Regions from separate parts of the Oryctolagus cuniculus genome. Here region 2 is linked to region 1. The links are chromatin contacts, called in public Micro-C maps. All regions are on one chromosome and are shown on one strand. The core of a region is the stretch at or near the end of the contact, and the rest is flanking DNA. Distances in the headings are between cores, read along the strand shown. Region 1 holds the start of CSF1 (colony stimulating factor 1). Region 2 overlaps LOC103350101 (a long non-coding RNA gene).

Region 1 (5,996 bases), core at 971-3,470:
GCCTCTTGGCGGCTGATGCTTGTGGGTTGCGGGCTGGCACTTTCCTGGGCTCTGGGCTTGGCCTCAGAGATGCAGATGATGAGACAAACACTGCACCTAAGGAACACACTGGGAAAGCTATGCAAATCAACAACAGCATGCTGATTTACACCTAACCAAAGCCCGGATGCTTGCCAGCTCTCACCACAGAGGCGGGGCAGCTCTGCACGAATGGCGGGCAGAGGGTGGGAAGGAGGGGCCCCGCTGAGGCCCTAGAAGCTGGGGAGGCAGACATTGATGGCAGGGGACGAAGGGGGCACACCATGGCCCAGTGCCATTCAGCACGGGGACTGTGAGGGGTCTGGCCTGGCCTGGGGGACAGAGACTGTCAAAGAGCAGGAGGACAGTCACGGGGAAGCAGGGACCTCAGGCTCTGGGACAATCGGGGAGGTAGCCTTGGGTGGGAGCAGCTGCCCAGACCATCAGGAAACCCGGGGTGGGAACCTGTTGGAGGGAACTGGCCACACAGAAGGTGTCTGGGCCCCAGGCTGCCTGCTGGTGAGACTCCGAGCCCCTGGTGTGAACGTTACACAAGAGCCCGCCACAGAAGGGGATGAGAGAAGACAGCCTCCCCTCAAGCACGTGGTGCCCAGCCAGGTGAGGCAGCGCTTCCTTCGCCTGGGGTGGCCTGGCTGGGGCACTTTGCACAGCCACCACACAGGGGGCTGACTGACTTTGCCCCTAGACCTGGAACCCCAGTTCTGCCTCTAGGGAGGACCCAGCTGGGTGCCCAAGGGTTAATCCTCCAAGCCTGCATCTGGCTGGGCAGGCTCCTGTCCTGCTTCCTTCTTCCTCCCTCCCACCAGTCTGGGCCTCTGCCTGTGGGAGCAGCACTGGGCAAAAATCAGAGAGATGCTGAGACGCTGGCTCAGCCCAGCTGTCCATCATTCGCCACCAGCCTGCTCCATCTCCGCCTTCAACAAAGGCTCAGGGGGACCCTTGGGCTGCTCCCGTCTAACCCCAGCGCCCTTCTCTCTCCTGTATTTTCTTTCTCTTTCCTCGAACTCTCACTTCCAGCCCCTTATTTTCGCCTTGTTGCTAACAGCCCATCCCTGTCCCTGTGCCCTCAATCGGGTGCTTCCTCCCCTGGAGATCCACTCCTCTCCCCATCTCACCCACCTGCAACCCTCTGCCCTCTAGGTGTTTGTCTGCTGTTTTTCCCAGGTCCCCACCACCACCACCACATCCGCAGGGCTCCTCAGAAGCCAGCCCATTAGGAGACCACTTATTGTTCTTGAGCAGGGGCCACACCAGCTTTCTAGGCGCTGCAGCAGCTGTTGCCATCGCAGGACAGGGGTCTCCTAAGCAGCCCTGGCTCGACAAAACCGAACTCCTTTCCACCTTCCTCTACCGACCTGAAGCTCAGCATCTCCCCAGCTGAGTTTGCAAGAAAGGGACTCAGGGCTAGCAGGAGACGCTGGTGCCTGCGCCCTAACTCCAGCAGCCCCCGCTTGGGGGCTGGAACAAGCAGCGGCTTGCCCATGCCCTTCCCTCCGCCAGCAGGTTGCCCAGCACAGGCCCTGACGCCCTGCAAGCTGGGTGACCCCAGAACTGTTCCATCCAGAAGTGCCCCTTCCCCAGCAGGACCTGGAAGCACACGCGTGGCCCCAAGAAGGTGCCCAGTGGGGAAGGCGCCAGGCTCGGCGCCCAGGCGCCCAGGCTGACAGGCGCCCCGGCTGACGCGGGGCCTCCGCCCCTGGCTGCAACCCCTCTCTCCCGCCTGTGGCTGGCTCAGCGTTCCCCTCCGCGCAATGGGGTGGGCAGCCTTCCCTGTGCCGGGAAAGCGCTGCAGCTTCGGCAGCAGCTGCAGGGCAGGCGGGGGCTCGCACGGTCCTTGCTCAAAGGGGGTCGGTCAGGAAATCCGAGCCCGCGCTCGCTGCCAGGGCGCCAGGACAGCTTTGAGCCCCGGGCTGGGGGCTCCGAGGGGCCCTCGCCCCTGGCCGGCCGGGCTCCGCGCCTCGGCCGCTGCTTACCGTGGGAGGGCAGCGCCCGGCGGCGCCCCGCGCGGTCATGCGGGCAGCTGGGTCCCGGCCGGGCGCGGCGGCCGCCCTCGCTCGCTCGCTCGCCGGCCGCTGCGGAGTGGGCTCCCTGGCCGAGGGCCGCGCAGCTGTCCGGGCTGTAGAGAGCGGCGGCGGCGCCGACAGGACCCAGGCGAACTTTCACTTTCCCCGGGCCGAACGTCGCTGGCCAGCCCCCGGCACAGCCTTTTAAGCGGCGGGCTCGTGGGGCATGTGGTTTATGGGAAATCAGCCTGGACAGGCGCCAGAGACACACACGCGCGCGCGCGCGCGCACACACACACACACACACACACACGGACACAGACACACACTCCCAAGGCCCACTGAGCCGCCTCCCCTCCCCCAGCCCGCCGGCCGGTCGCCCCGCTCGCTTGCTCGCTCGTTTGCTTCCCGGTCGCCTTCTGTTTTCTGTGCTCCACTCTGCAGGCTCCGCCGCCCACCTCACCCCGCCCTTCCTCGCGCCCTCGGCGCACAGCCTCTCCTCCTGTGCTCTCCACACCGATTCGGTGCTGTTACTCTTTTTCCAGCGCTTGTCCCAAGGGACTTTCCCTCTAGGCCTGGAAAAACCCCCTAGTCGGAACAGGAAATTGGCCGAGAGCAGAGACAGGCACTTGGGAGGGAGGACAAACCTGAAGACTGTCTCCCGCCTGGTGCTCGCGGCAGCCCCGCGTGGAGACAGCAGCTTTGCAGGCAGCCCCAGGCTTCCCATGCACCCCCAGCCTCTTGGCTTGGCTCCTTTTTTGGGGGCAGGAAGGCCAGTTACCTGTATCCTGTGACGGAGAGCTGCCAGCCTCTGCTTTAGATGCCAGGAGGCACTGCAGGCGCTTGACCGCAGACGATGTGAATGTTGGCCAGTGCCCATGCTCCCTCCTGGCCACCAAGCTCAGCTCGGATGGTAAAGGCCTGCACGGCCCGCACTCTTGGATTTTCCTGGATGCTTTTGGAAATGTACTCGCTGAGGTGGTTAGTCAATGAGGTCTGATTCCAGGAGCCTGTGAATTCTAACAACTTCAGGAGTCTTATCTTTCTTTAATTCATTACCATTCAATGCACTTCAATCCCTCTGTGAGGCCGCCCACCCCTACGCCCTGGGAAATACAGGATGTATGACCCAGTTGCCAAGAGGTGTCTTGCTCTGACACAGCCCTTGCTAAAGCCCAAGCAATAGTTTGATCCCTGCGGGCCTTTGCTCCAATGGCCCTCTGCTTGGAAGGCTCCTTTCACCACTTGTGCTTAAGGCAAAATCCTCAGCCCTTAAGGCATCTTCTGCCTGTAGAGGCTTGGGTGATTCTCCCAGCCAATCAAAGACTTCTCTTCCCATGCGTTTCCACCGGCCTTGGCTCATTCCTCCACAGTGGCCCTGGGAACTTGGTGGTCGTCCATTCCTGCTCCATATTTGGAAAGCATCGAAGGTGGCACTGATAACTATACTCTGCCCCTACACTGGACTAAGACTTCCTCCAGATGGTTCCCACGTTCGCTTAGTGCTAGCACATAGTAGGTGTGCAGTTCATTGTGGTTGGACTGAATGAGGCTGTTGGAAAATAACACATTCATTTAGCAGAGGTGCACTAAGTGCCTGCTGGGGACCGGGCCCGTGCTGGACCCAGGGGCATATGACGCTGGGCAGCCGGCCACGCTTGCTGCTGAGGTGGGCTTGCGACAGTCAGGAGCTTCCGAAGCCTGTAGGACAGAGCCAGAAGCCAGCCCGAGGGAAAAGGTCAAGGGGTGACGTTCTTTCAAACGGTCTGGTACAATCATCACTTAAAACAACATGTTGACACACAGTTCTTGGGACTGATAAGAGGGTGGGAAGTAATTGAGAAAGATAAGCCTGTAGCCGTGGTGAGAAGAGAAGCAAGTTCACTGGCCTCCTCCTTTACCAACTCAGCTCCGCCGCAGGCTCTCTGAGGCTGGGCTTAGAAGCCAGCTCTGCTCCTGGAAGAGGCCAGGCATCCTCCCTGTGGTCCTCAGTCCCCCTCCACTGGATTCCTTTACGCCCAACCCACCACTCCCAAGCTACTTGGTCTTGACAGCTCTGCCTGGCCATTTGCTGCCTACTTGGGACAACGCACTCTCCGCCCCTGTTGTGCAGGAAGCAGGATGTGAGTTTCTCGTTCTCTTCAAGGTGTTCTAAGGAGGCTGTACCAGGGGAGTGGTCAGCCCAGAGTCTGAAGGAGTGAGTGCCGCTGTTATACGTTTACAGCAACCACACCACCGCGGTGCTGTGAACTTGGCTGACACCAGCTTTCAGACCCAGCTCAGCCCCTCGGTTGCTGAGGCACTTTAGACAAATCCCTTAGCCCTTCTGAGCCTCTCTTTTTCTGATTTGTGCAATGATAATGATAAAGCCTTCCCCAGGGAGTGGTTGTGAGGTCACGAGCTGACACGCGGGAGTCCCCAGGGGGAGGGACAGCGCAGACTGGGTGCTGAGGTGTAAGAGTTCCTTGGAAGCATAGGCTGTGGCCCTTGGCGACGCTCTGCCTGCACAGTAGTGGAGAGCTGAGCCAAGGCCATGATAACCACGGCTGCAGCGGGCCTTGCGGCTGGCTATCTCATCTGTTCCCTTCAAAGGAGAGATCGTGGATCTGCCTGACCCTTGACAAGCAGGAGCACCAGCCATGGGGAAGTCGAGGTTGGCAGTGCTGAAGGCAAGACAGAGTGGCTGCCTCTGCCTGGCTGATTGGCGATCTGGGACGGCTGGTCCTAGCTGGCTCCCCGTGCCAAGCCAGCAGGATAGTGTCCATCTGTGTGTGGGTGCTTAGCTCTTCATATCCATGCATGCAGGCTGGCAGGTGGGTGCCCAGCCCCCCATATTGCCTCACACAAGGGAATGAATGGACCCAGCCAAGCTTAGCTACCTCCCCCAGAGTCGCACGTGGATTGGCAGAGCCTGGAGTGGGGCTGTCAGGAGCCAGAGGATCTGGGCTCAGCGTGCTCCCCAGAGTCAGGTCAGCTGCCGTCTCCCCGCTGACTACTGCTGGAGTCATGTCTGGAGCCAGGTCCTGGGGGAGACATAGAGGGATTTGGAGCCAGTCAAGATTTGGGCTTTTGATGATTTCCTAATGTAGCCTCATTCATAAAGCAGTGTTCAGCTCACCCCAGAGAAGGGCAGAAGGGAGAGGGACCCTGCTTGCCAGGGAAGGAGGAGAGAGACCGAGAAAGAAGTGGAGATGGATGGCGGGAAGTGGGAGGAGAGCCTCATCTGCTGCTTGTCAAAGTGTCATTTCCTTGAAGTGATTTGACAGGCAACCCCCCCCCCCCCACACACACACACTCAGACTTCTAGGGAACTGACTTCTGTCACAGAGGGCTGACTGCCTCCTCTCCTCCCTTTCTCTCTCGAGCTCCTTGCTTTTCCCCTTGCTCTTTTCCTCTTTTCTTTCTTTCCTCCTTTCTTTCTTTCTTCTCACACAGTGACCCCATGGCTCTCTAAGCAGCACACCAGGGTGGGCAGCAGCCTCGGAGGCCTGGGAGGCTGATGTGTGCTGAGACCCCTGGCTAAGCAGACTGAGGCACAAGAGACAGACCCTGGGCAACTCAATGCCCATCCTGCCCCACCCAGGTCTTTTGCACCCCAGGCTATGCTTTCAGTCATGTCTTCTCTCCTTTTCTTAGAAGTGAGCTTAGCTCCCGGGGTGGTGAGGTGGCCATCAAGAAGGGATTGTGGAACTGAGTTTTTTTTTTTTTTTTTCCATCCACTGGTTCACTCCTCAGATGGCTTCAATGGCCAGAGCTGCGCCAATCTGAAGCCAGGAGCTTCCTCTGGGTCTCCCACACAGGTGCAGGGGCCCAAGGACTTGGGCCATCTTCTATTGCTTTCCCAGGCCATAGCAGAGAGCTGGATCAGAAGAGGAGCAGCCGGGACGTGAACCAGCACCCATATGGGATGGCGGTACTGCAGACAGCAGCTTTACCCTCTATGCCACAGTGCCG
Region 2 (6,881 bases), core at 782-3,281, 98 kb after region 1:
CGAGCGCAGAGCCCAGCGTGTGGCCAGCGGGATGATGGCAGCCTCCCTGGGCCCAGGGCTGGCACAGGTGTGCCAAGGAACCAGGGACAAGTGACCGAGTCGCTCCCAGCCCGGGACCTTTCCAAGAACCTAGCTGGCATCCGTCCCTCCCCCAGCTGGGGCTCCAGGCCCGGGACTACAGGAGGTTTCTCACCGTGGCAGGCAGATCGCTGGCTGGGGGTGTGGGCAGCCACAGTGACCGACCCTCGGCAGGATGGATGCGGCTTTGCTGACAGAGAGTCTGCGGCCAGGACATGCCAGCGGTGCAGCTCTGAGGTCGGCACTGGGGAGCCAGGCCTACCACGGCCTCGCCACCCCGGCCAGGGCCCCACCAGGGGCAGGCATCTGCTTTCAATCAGCTGCCCTGGCCCCGGAAACCGGAGGGGCTGGGCCCGCCCTGCAGGGCCCCTGTCTGGCCTTGGAGAGTAGACAGAGGACAAAGGGGACAAGAAAAAGCTGTAGGGACCCAGACCGAGGCACGAAGTCCCCAAGTGGCTCACACCAAACCCTCTGAGGCTCCCTTCGGCAAGGCTGTTGCCCCTCCCAGCCCGTCTGCTCCCCACCCCCCGCCACCGCCTCCCCAGGAGAGTTTTGGGCTGGGCCCCTTGCCCAGGGCTTGGTTCACACGGGGTCCCCTTGCCTGCTCTGTGTAGGCCGAGCTTCGTCCTTAAGCCTAAATCCTATTTCTGCAGGCCAGCTCCTGACCCCACGCCCATTCCCCAGTAACCAGCCTGACCGACACGACGCGCTTGGTTCTCGGTGTCCCTCTAGCTACATGGGGCCAGCCTCGTCCCTCTAGACTGTGGGTCTGTCTTCCTCAGGACTATACCCCTAAAAGCCAGCCCAGGGCCTGCCACAGAGCACAGGCTCCACAAACACTGGTGGACTGAATGAGCCGTTCAAGCACTTTCCTTCTGTGATCTTCAACTGTTTCATCTCCACTAGCTCCCTAAGGGGTAGTCAGCACTTAGGCCCATTATACAAGCCCAGAGTCAAGGTCACAGGCCAGTTAACAGAGCCCGCTCCTAATCCCTACTTGTCCAAAACAGTAAAAAGAGAGGGAGAGAGAAGGAGAGGGACGGAGGAGTTGGAGGGGGAGTGGGAGGGGAAGGCGGAGGGGGAGGGAGAGAGCATCAGAGACCAGGAGAGGCTTGGGTGCCAGCCCCGCCCCGGCAGCTACGTTCTATCTGGACGCAGAATGATCAGCACGCCTTATGCTGGAGAGAGTCCAGTCAGGGACCCACAGCACCCCCCTTCTCACGCCCTGCCCTTGAGATGGTCATGCATCAAAAAAGGGGGAAAAAAGTAAGAAAAGAACAGAAGGAAGGGACTGGGATCTTCACCACCACCACCATTTCAGGCTGGGGCCCCCAAACCCAAGGGAGCTTCCCTCCCCCACAAAGAAAGTAGGCTTTGCAAGTCGCCACCCTGGGGTCAAACCAACGCAGAAACGGACAGCGGTGAAGTCTCTGAGCCCCGATATTCTCCTCTGGGAACCACAACAACAGCAGGGCTGCACCCCGTAGGCTGCAGTGAGGCTTCTGTGAGACCAAGAGGTTAAGAGTCCAGCGGAGGGAACCGGGAGTCCCTGGCTCCTGAGGACCGTCCTTTGGGCCTTGAGTGGTCTTGCTGTCGGTGGCACACAGGGCTTGCTCCTTCTATTGGGAGCACCTTGAGGCTGGGGCTCCTGGGCTGGCACAAGCCGGGGCTGGGTGCTCAGCCAGCTGTGTGAACACCTGAGCGTTGGCTTGGGTCCACAGCCAGGAGAGCTGAGCAGGCGCTAGGAGCTCAGCTCCTGCCTGCACGCAGGCAGCGCAGGAGGAACGGGCAGGGGCAGGGCTGAGCGGAGGGATGTTAACTCCGGAGGAGGAGAGGAGAGGATGTGACAGGGCCGGGGTGGGGGGGTGGGGGGGTGGCACGATCCAGAGAAGAGGCTGTGCTGGGCGGCAGGAGGCTGGCCTGGGAGAGGGGACAGGATGCCTGCGGGGGAGGGCAGGGCTAGCCCGGCCCTTGGCCTGGGGCTGGGAACAGTGCGGCTGAGCTTGTCTCAACAGCACCTGCCTAGAATAGTACCTGACTCGCAGCTCGTACTCAGTAAATACTTATTAGGTGAACACACAAGAATGAGGTGTTTCTACCAGCTGCTTACCTGGGGTTTCTCTGCCTCTCTCGACCCCGGCGCCCCTCACAGCCATCTGCAGAATGCTGCCACAGGGAGCAAATTCCGACACAGGCACCTCCACCAGGAGCTGGCTGGTGCCCCCCCAGAAGTCACACACCAGCAGCCTGTGCCCAGGTCACAAGCCTTCTCTGTTTGGCCTGGGCTGTTTTGTTGTGTTCCATGTACAACTTGAATTAACTGCTAACGCTTAAAAATACAAGTGCCACCTAAGATGCCAGGTGCCCAGGTTCTCTGAAGACTCACGCCGGGTCTGCCCTGCCGCCTGCCTCCCAGGGCCTTGTCTTCCCTCACCAGCGTCTTCACTCCCTCACCTCCCACCCTGTCCCTGCAGATACTTGGGCTTGGGACCCCCGCCACAGACTACAGCCCAAATTCCTCAGCCAGCCCCAAGGCCTCGGTGACTTAACCTACAGGGTGAACGTCTCCACCTGGTTTGTCCCCAGTTGGTAAAATGGTGCCATCTGTGCCCGGGCACCATCTCAGGCTCTGGCCCCCATTGCCATCTTGCACAGTAAGCTTCTGTCCTAAGACCAGCCTGGCTTGCCAGTAGCCAGGTGACCAAATGGCCCAACCACAAACGTTGGCCAAACCACAAGCTCCACCCCTACCTACCCTAATAGGATTCATTGCTCTCACTTCCCTACCCCTGCAAAGCTATAATGGGACCTGCTTCCCACACGTGTGCCCCCTCGCTCGCTCTCTCTCCCTCTGGCCTGTCGGTTTCCCCCACCCAATCATAAACTTTCCTCTAACTCTGGCATCTGGTGTGTTTTGTGGTGGCCTTTCACCCGCTGTCCTTGTCCCCAAGTACTGGCCACACCACACTGCACCACGCTCTCCAGGCGCCTCTGCCCTGCCACACCCTTGCACAGGCTGGACCACAGCGCCTGGTGCCTGTCCCCAACGTGTGGCCCACACTGATGCTCACGTGGGCTTCCACAAAGGCTCAAGGCTCCTTTGGCGGTGGAGTTTCATCTCTGCTGCCGTGGCCAGCGGCCTCTGGCGGGACCTCCACAGCCAGGCAAGTGCAGGCTCCTGCATCTGCCCTGACCCACGGGGCTTTGGGGTTCAAGGGGCCTGTTTTCCTTTTAACTCTGGTACTGTTTCTCTGGGAAACCGGGCTTTCCCCAACTGGATTTACGCCCAGTTCCTGGCTCGGTGTGACATAAGACATAGAGAAGGTGCGAGAACGAGAGCAGGGTTTATTTAAAGGGATTAAGGCGGTACTCCGCACTCCCAAGCGACTGGGCAGCCTTCCTCCCAGCGGCCGCACCGGTAACTTCCGACTGTCTCTTTACCGGGTGGCCCCATAAAGCAGGTGGAGTCTGGGCGGGGCTTCAGTGTACTCGGTGATCTCTGGGAAGGTTTCATGGAGTTTCCATATTATGCGTGATGGACGAGCCGAGGCTGCCGCCATGTTGGAATGACCTGGAAGCATTGGGATTTTAGCAGGAGGGACTTGTGCGGAAGGGAATGGTAGCAGTCTCAACTCCCTGCCTAGCCCATATCAGTGCCTGCACAGGGTCTTCTAGGCCCACTCAGCATTTTCCTTGAAGGAATAACTAAATAGAAGCCCTTGATTTCATGAATGGCCAGAGATAAAAAAAAAATCCCCTAACAGGCCCAGATACTTGTAGGAGTCTTGGTTTTAGGTTTTATGACCCTATTAAGGGCTGCATTTCTTCACATCTATGTCAACATGCATACACACATACACACACGTGTTCAGTGTGTGCCCCCCCCACACACACGGCAGATGCTGCTCCAATCAGGCCCCTCTAGAAAAATGAGCAAATGGGACAAGTGTGGTAGTGGGATTCCATCTCACTACCACACACACACACATACACACACAGGATTGATGTCACCCTGCAGACAGGCACACACGTCCTCCAGGGACTACCTCCGAGCACCTCCTTCGATGCACCCAATCAGACACCTCCGTCTCATTCCAGACCTTTCCAGATCCTTCTCCCACCAAAACAGCCGTGTCCTCCGTTCCTGGCCTAAGTTTACTCCTTGGACCCAGGCCACTAAATCCGTTATGGAGCCAGAGAGCCCCAGGCAGAGCAAGTGGCAGAGACTGACTGTCAAACGTCACAGATGAGAACCAATCAGCCTCAGCTCAGGTGGGCGGAGGGGCGGGAGTGGGAGCAGAGGGTCTGAGCCATTGGACTCCACACCTGCCAGGCCTCAGGCCTCGCAGCAGCCCCTGGGCTGGGTGCGGCCAGGCCCCCACTCACAGATGCGGAAGCGGCCCGCAGCTCAGCAGCCGTGAGCCTGCACTCCAAAGCCACGGTCTTCCATGCCATGTCCCAGATGTCAGGACAGAGGTCCCCTGAATCTGGCTGATGGGGACCAGGATGGAGGAAATGGGAGCTTGTTGCCATGGAGTCACACTGTGCATGGCCACATCATTCAAATTCATTGTCCAGATACAGTTGGCTGTGAAGCCAGACTGTCCTCCTGCAGAACAAAGTCAACGCTTGGATGAAGGGCCAGTTCTTACTCTCTCCCTGCTCAGAGGCTGCATCCGGGCCCCAGGCCAGGCTAACAACGTCAGTGAGATAACACGGGGCAGTGAAAGCAAGAGTCGGGCAGTGTCTTTATGTCTGCAGCTTCCTGGCCCTATTTTAGAGAAATAGCTCAGGCACAGCAGGGTCGGTCACTGGCCACCCAGACACACTTCCAGGGGACAGGCCCTGGTCTGCCTGCCTTGGGGCCTTGCACTGGCTATGTCGCCTCTCAGCCTCAGTGCCATGCAACTGGACAGAAGATCCGTTTCCTTTAGAACAAGAATGCAGTGGACAAGATTAAGCCCTTAGGCCCACGAAGCCAGCCCAAGAGGCTGCAGGGCACTGATGGGAAGAGGTTAGGGCATTTTTCTCCCCGCTAGAGCCCCAGGCCAGGGAGGGGCATCCTGGGGTCAGCAGAGGTCCCAGCCCTCTGTCTCCCGCTGCCAATGTCATTAATCATCTTCCCTGCCAGTCCTCCAGGAATGTGGCAGCCTCTTCAAAGTCATCCTTGGGTTTAAAAAGCAAACCAACCTGGAAACTTCTCGGTCAGCCGCGATGCTGCAGGCAGGTTAGGAGTCAGGGGCCAGCTCCTGGCCTCGCTGCCTTGCCCCTCCACCCTGGCGTCCCCACACCCAACGTAGGAGGGGACAGTGTCATGCCAGTGAATACACCTTTAGATTGGAGGGTGGGTGCCCAGAAGCCTGAACCGCCCCCCCTGCCCAAAGCAGTCCCACCTCAGCCACCCCTGCTCCTTGGCACACGCAGGCTGGGGTTCATCGTCCAGAACCCACTCCCCAGTTGGGAGCCCTGCAAGCCAACTCACAACCTGCCTGGGACCTACACCCGTGCTCAGGGAGCATTTCCTCAAGGATGCAGGCGGCTGGAAGGACGGGCAAGAGAGGCCAGGGCCAGCGGGGAGCCTCTCCCTGTCCCCCATCGGCCGCCGTCCTCCTCAGCACCAATGGTGTCCCACCGTGCCTGGCCTGGGGACCTTCTGCTAAAGGGACGAGGGCCCCATGCCCTAAGTGCCTATAAACAAAGGGAAAATATGCAAACACTCAGCCCACTCAGCAGCACGGGGCGTCTGCAGCTGCACAGAGGGGTGCACAGGTGCAGACCACACTGCTGGCTCCAGGGGTAGGGCTGGCAGAATGCGCACTAGCTAGAGGGGGTAGGTCTAGGGCTGGGCCTCCACTCGAGGGCCCATCGTCCATGAAGGCATCTCAGAGAGCCAGTGGGTGTACTATGTTTAGCCATGGTGAGGTTTCTGGGATTAGCAAGACTTCGAAGGCTTTGGTGTTGGCTGGAATTTCATCAACTTGGTGCAGAAACACTGGCTATCTTGTGCAGATAAACAATCTGTGGGTTAAGTACACATGGATCAGACAAGAAAACAGAGACCGAAGTTGCAACTTCACAACTTCTGTTGCACAAAATCTTTCCAAACATGGAATTTGTGGTGAGGGCAATGATAACACAAACCTTAGCATCTTATCTCCTTAATATCTAACGCCTACAAATTAAAGAGAAAAATATTAGTCATGCCTCACTCATCCACAAAAACAAAACAAAACAAAACAAAACAAAAAAAATGAAGGCTGACAACATGGGGTTAACAAAAAGAGGAGAAAAAGAAGTTGACACAGCCAACGGATCCAGTAGTCCCTCCTTATCTGCGGTTTCGCTTTCCATAGTTTCAGTTGCCAGTGGTCAACCACAGTCCAAAAATATTAAATGGAAAATTCCAGAAATAAACAATCCATCAGGTTTGAGTTGTGTGGTGTGCTGAACAGCGTGATGAAACCCCATAGTGCTCACTGTGTCCCGTGTGGGTCCAGCGGGTCCACGCTGTATGTGCTACCCCACAGGCAGTCACGCAACATCCGGCTTAGTTGCCAGGTTGATGGGCAGGCAGCACAGCGCTCAGTGTTCAAGGAACCCTTATCTCACTTAATAACGGCCCCGGAGCACAGAGGTAGCGATGCTGCCGATTGGGAAATGCAAATCACAAAATGCTTCATTTTAAGTGAAAAGTGGAAGTTCTTGACTTCAGGAAAGAAACTGGCATCCCCTGGGGGTCTTGGACTGCATCCCCTGAGGACAAGGGGCAATGCTGTGTGATATTTATCCTCCTTTTTAAAGGT

The links. Hi-C and Micro-C count contacts between places; a contact is called where the count stands out from the background.
Region 2: a Micro-C map of ear pinna shows a contact between it and region 1, with 4 times the contacts expected there. The contact joins the enhancer-like site here to the promoter of CSF1 in region 1. A contact is called at or near these places in 3 of 6 Hi-C or Micro-C datasets (ear pinna, embryonic fibroblasts and an unstated tissue).

What each region holds. Positions count from the first base shown.
Region 1 is chr7:60,427,545-60,433,540 of mOryCun1.1, forward strand. It overlaps CSF1 (colony stimulating factor 1), which reads right to left and starts at 2,221. Exons shown (of 9, transcript XM_051857408.2): 1 at 2,013-2,221. The coding sequence starts at 2,051. All of the region lies in intron 1 of LOC138850581 (a long non-coding RNA gene), which reads left to right.
Region 2 is chr7:60,525,695-60,532,575 of mOryCun1.1, forward strand. It overlaps LOC103350101 (a long non-coding RNA gene), which reads right to left. Exons shown (of 3, transcript XR_007923939.2): 3 at 3,409-6,881. Among named protein-coding and RNA genes, the nearest start is that of EPS8L3, 21 kb to the right of the region's middle. Within about 2 kb of position 2,032, at least 2 of the 8 cell types and tissues checked have an H3K27ac peak or open chromatin away from gene starts, as enhancers often do. A contact at or near this core is called in ear pinna, where this site is marked.